Regions from separate parts of the Mus musculus genome. Here region 2 is linked to region 1. Evidence: chromatin contacts called from public HiCAR-type data. All regions are on one chromosome and are shown on one strand. The core of a region is the stretch at or near the end of the contact, and the rest is flanking DNA. Distances in the headings are between cores, read along the strand shown.

What was found. HiCAR-type assays count read pairs that join an accessible place to other places.
Region 2: a HiCAR-type map of fibro-adipogenic progenitors shows a contact between it and region 1, with 5 times the contacts expected there. The contact joins the enhancer-like site here to the promoter of Ccdc170 in region 1. A contact is called at or near these places in 1 of 39 promoter capture datasets (the C10 cell line), 3 of 115 datasets of contacts at active chromatin or transcription factors (embryonic fibroblasts, fibro-adipogenic progenitors and large pre-B cells) and 1 of 9 other capture datasets (liver).

What each region holds. Positions count from the first base shown.
Region 1 is chr10:4,481,116-4,483,815 of GRCm38.p6, reverse strand. Ccdc170 (coiled-coil domain containing 170) reads right to left here and starts at 1,301. Exons shown (of 11, transcript NM_001370992.1): 1 at 1,188-1,301. The coding sequence starts at 1,253.
Region 2 is chr10:5,085,224-5,087,923 of GRCm38.p6, reverse strand. Syne1 (spectrin repeat containing, nuclear envelope 1) reads left to right here. Exons shown (of 146, transcript NM_001347711.1): 126 at 1,131-1,256. Among named protein-coding and RNA genes, the nearest start is that of Gm51757, 240 kb to the left of the region's middle. Within about 2 kb of position 1,378, at least 42 of the 459 cell types and tissues checked have an H3K27ac peak or open chromatin away from gene starts, as enhancers often do. A contact at or near this core is called in embryonic fibroblasts and fibro-adipogenic progenitors, where this site is marked.

The sequences.
Region 1 (2,700 bases), core at 52-2,551:
TGCAAATGACGCCAGGCTTGGTGGTGCATGTCTTTAATCCCAGCACTCGGGAGACAGAGGCAGGCAGATTTCTGAGTTCGAGGCCAGCCTGGTCTACAAAGTGAGTTCCAGGACAGGGAGGGATATACAGAGAAACCCTGTCTCGAAAACAAAACAAAACAAAACAAAACAAAACAAAAAGATATGCAAATGACAATCACATGCTTATATATGACCCAGCCATCTTAATTCACAGAGAATAGAGACTACATTAGGATAAAATATAAAATTATCAGGGAATGAAACTAGTTTGTTTGTTTGTTTGTTTTTGGTTTTTCCAGACAGGGTTTCTCTGTACAGCCCTGGCTGTCCTGGAACTCACTCTGTAGACCAGGCTGGCCTTGAACTCAGAAATCTGCCTGCCTCTGCCTCCCGAGTGCTGGGAGTAAAGGCGTGTGCCACCACTCCCGGCATAAAACTAGTTTTATTTACATATCACTGTACTTACTGGTTTCCCACAAATAAGTGAAGAAGCAGAGAAACGTAGAAGTGTAGGGAGGGGATAGCCAAATGTGCTGAAAAACTGAATTCTCATAGAATGTTGGAGAATCCAACCTGCGTTTTAAAACTAATTTTGTTAAGAAGATACATATGGTGGATATGCCCTGAGACCCTTCCCAGGTTAGAGGGGCAGTACGTGTACACACACACACACACACACACACACACACACACACACACACAGGGGTAAGAGGTTGAGGGGAAGGGTTCGAGGATCCCTGAAGAAGACTCCAGACAGGTCCAGAACTTGCCTACTTCTGTGTGACACCTGTAAGTCCCCCAATGCCAAGTATGGTGTAGGAGTAATTAAGCACGCTTGCTGTTTGGGAACGATAAGCAGTCTACAGGCCTTGAGAGGCCCAGGGCTAATCCTGCCACCTCTAAATTAGAAAGACACTGCTCTAAATCGAAAATTAAGTTCAGTGGAGCAATCCCTTTGTTCCCTGGGGATAGGGCGGAGGAGGAACCGCAGGAGAGGCTACTCTGTGGAATTTAGCCAATCTTAGTGGTCAGAGTGGCACCACCTCAAGGCCTGCCATTTCTGACCACTGCCCCTGTGGGAACTGAGCTGCTCCAATCCCACCCAGGACACTGTGCAAACAGAAGATGCCCGCGCCCCTCCCAGGCAGCAGCTGCGGGAACTCTACCTCTGGAGGTGAGGAGTTGCAGGGACATTCCGGACTCCCGGAGCCCAAGGAGCTGCTGTGGCTCATGCTGGCTGGGTCGGGAGATGCTGCTGGGACCCAAGATGCAGGAGCACTGTGAGCGCACAGATTTCCGGGCATGGGTGCGTCTCCTGGAGCAACAAGTAAACAGAACTGGAGGCGGTGCCTGTTGCCTGCACTAGCCAGTGGCCAAAGCCTCCTCTGAGACCCGCAGGCCACAAGGCAATTATCCCTTAGAGGCAAGTCCTCCTAGCTACCAAGGACTCTTAGGGAGAAAGATCGCTCTTAAGGGGGAAGGAACACACTACCACTGTAAATGCAAACAGCAGGTTTTAGACGGTGCTGGAGACTGAATCCAGGGCCTCAGGTATGTTAGGCAAGCACTCAAACAACGGAGCCACAGGTTCATCCAATCTTAGCTTTTTGTTTGTTTGTTTGTTTGCTTGCTTGCTTGCTTGCTTGCTTGCTTGCTTGCTTGCTTTGCACAAGAGTGTGCATGCACTTTGTACCCGAATCTGCAAAGCATGTGGCCTGCCCTGGTGAGTGAACGTTCTTTTCTCATCTCGCCTTCTCAACAAGTCCACCTAGAAGCACAGATGTGGCAATGCCTTGCTGGGTAACCCCGTGGCTTCTTGCGACATCGACATCCTCGTAGGTGGGTGGCCTTTCACCAACAGTTACAAGTGGTCCCCCAGAGATTTGGAAGTGAATATTAGAATAATCCATTTTCCAAATAAGCCAATGGTCACAGTGGGATAAAGCAAAAGCCAAGGACACACAGCTGCCAAATGGAGGAGTGAAGATATCCCACAACAGAAAACCAAGTTGGGCGGAGGAGTTTGCCTTAGTAAGAGAAACTAAAATTGTTCCCCCGCAGTCACATTGCTTGAAAGCCCTGGGGACATTTGTAATGCTGGAAACTTACAGGAAATCAGGACTGAGGCTGCCTTTCTTAGATTCCATCCATCCATTCTAGAAGCATCCATTGCTGGCTCTCCGGGTTGCATGACCTTGACAGTGGTTTCTTTGTTTGTTTTTTAACTTTTTGAGGGTTTTGTACAAGTATATATTTTATGCTTAGCATAACTCCTCTCCTAGTACACCCCACTATCTTTTCTGTCCCCCATGAGGCCCCTTTGCCCTGTAGACAGTTTCTTCTACTTCTATATCACACATATATACATGATTTACACACACACACACACACATGTAATCTAGCAACTACAAATGAGAGAAAATGTGTCCTTCTGGAGCTGGCTTAATTCACTTGTTGTAATTATCTTCAGTTGCATCCATTTTTCTGCATTTTTCATTAAAACTGAAAAAAAATCCATATGTGTGTTTGTGTGTGTGTAAATAGATATATATGCCACACATTCTTTATCAGCCCTCTGTTATTGAATACCTAATAATTTAAACCCTGTGACTAGTTCTGCAAACACAGCTGTGCTGTCTTAATTGACACATTAGAGCCATGCTTATTTATGGGGTGCCG
Region 2 (2,700 bases), core at 129-2,628, 600 kb before region 1:
TATCTGACATCTACTAAGATACCTGATGATAATTAACTTACAAGTAGCGCTCTATAAAAAACAAAACAAAATCAACACTCAGCATGGTTCCTCTCACATTCCTTTTTTAAATTTTAGTTTAAGAATTAGACAAAAAATAAATGTGCCATTAAAAACTTGAGGTAGTAGTTGTGGTATGTTGAAATCACCCTTGTAGCACCTTCCCAAGTTGGCTGCCATTCCCAAGAGGCAGCCCCTGTTACCAGTTTGGTGTGTCACGTTTCCAAATGGGCAGACACCAGGCATAATTTTCCTTGACTTCAATCAGGTATCCAACATGCACGAGGCTGTCATTCTCGGCCACATATCCTGCGTCAGTGTCACAGCATGTGTCACGAGACAGATATTTCTTCCAGTTCCTGCTGAGTAGGTGTTTCAGGGTTAACACATAACTCTTCCAGACATATTTCAGCACAAGCCAAGGGAAGCCAGACAGACACCATGTCTGTAATACCTGCGGTTCTTGTGTGCTTGCACACCAAATGTGGGTGGTTCATACTATGCCTAGAGCGAATCAGAGTTAAGATTATATCATCTTTACATTCTGTCTTTCTCTTACTCCTGCTTGTTTGGATTCCAAAAAGATGCGTTTTGTCTCATTGCGTTACAGCCCCGTGGTACATTTGGGAGCAAGTAGATACTCAGGGCTCTTGTGTGTGAATAGGGAGAGAGACAGGAACGAGATGACTTTCCCACTCTGCCCAGTGTTTGATTCGGACTCCATGTTTAAATATCCAAAGTTAAACATTCTTTGGATATTGTGCTTGCTTGGTGCCCTGATAGCCATTGCTGACATTAATTCTTCCACAACTGTAGAATTTACTTCCATTTTCTCAAGAAAAGTGTATTACCACATGCTTCATAGAGACAAACAGCCAAAGAGTCACAGAGTCAAGTTGAACTGAACTCTTATGATGATAAAGACATGATGATGTTCAAAATGGCAGTGAGTGTGGACCTGCCTTCCCACAATTCACTGGTATAATTATATCCCTGGCAATTAAAGCAAATATTTATTTTCATTTTATAGTTTTGCAATTTCTCACCAAAAAAAGAAAAATGTATACAATTTATTTCTCCTCTATTGATAGGACTGGGAAAAATGTGAGAGAGGGATAGCCAATTCTCTGGAGAAGCTCCGAATGTTCAAAAAGAGGTTATCTCAGCCTCTACCTGACCACCATGAGGAACTTCATGCAGAGCAGATGCGGTGTAAGGTACAGTAACTGGATGGAGACTGTCTGCATTGCCTTCGTCACGTACTTCTGCCTGTGAGGTCATATCTCAGCGAGACTCCCAAGGGAGCCCATGAGTGTGTGAGGGCCTGGGAGAGCCCGTTAGGGTAGCCTGCACTTTGACGAGAGACTTGTTTTGCTGATTTAATGCAGCTGCAGTTTATGGGTGACTTAGAGGAAGGGAATGAAAAGTTTAAGACACAACATAAAAAATATTTAAAGGCTGAGTCAAGAACAATAAATAGCTGTCTTTCTGAAACACCCCCACTGGGGAATCATTCTAATGAAAGTCTATTTGATGGAAAGAAGGACAGGGTTGACATCTTGAAAAATCTGTGGACTGTGGCAGAGGAGCATACCCTACCTGCTAGGTCCCTCTGTACAGGAAGAAAAAAAAATAGCTGATATCTATCAAAGCAAGAAGTCACCCAATCCTTAAATCCTTCAGGGTAGAGCCACTTAAGGACTATGGCCGCCACTTCCAATCTTAGTTGTGATCACCTCCCCTAATTGTCCTGGGAAGCAATCAGCAGTAACAGAGACCACGCCCTGGTCGACAAGGTCACGAAGACCAGCATGATCTGACTTAGTGGCTGTAAGATTTGTGCACACGGTGTAGCCAAGTTGAGTGCTGGGCCAGCACTGAGTCATATGCTGATTGCATCAAAAGTAACTTCACAAATGCTTTTCTTTCCCTGTGTGTGCTCAGTCATGCTTACATTACTGCTTTCTGATAATCCTGGCTAAAAAGATATAAGAGACACTCATGGAAATTAAAAGGTGATTTACAGTGCACCAAAGATGATGAATAGAATATCCATCTCTGTATATTACCCTAAGATGCATGTGAAGGTTGGCTGATGTGGTGGCATTAAGAATCTAAGACAGGAAGACCCTGAGTTCAAACCTGGGAGACATAACAAGTCCCTGCCTCAGAAGAAAACTATGTGAAGACTATGAACACTAAAAGGAGCTAATTTTAAACTTATATTGTTAATTTACTAAATGAATCATCTGATGGAATGGGTGTGGTCTAATACCAGGTCACACACCCCAAAACACCATATACCAGTTGTATCTCACGTGGCATGGCACAAGCCCATGGGAGCATCATTATTTCCTTTATGCTAGATGAGAATATGGAAGATTCTAGAATACCATTAATGTTTCACATTAATAATTGACAGATTTGTCTAAAGTTAGAGACTGTATTTTAGCCACACTGCCTTAGCGAATGGGCAGAGTCTAAACCAGTGGACTTGGGTTCGGATGGTAGTGTTACTTGTGTGCATATGTGTGTGTGGAGTGTGCCTGAGTGTGCTTGTGTGTGTGTGTGTGTGTGTGTGTGTGTGTGTGCGTGCGTGTTTTCTTTTCCTTGTGTTTGGCCTGATTTGATTTTAGAGAGGGTTTAACTGTTGAACCCAGG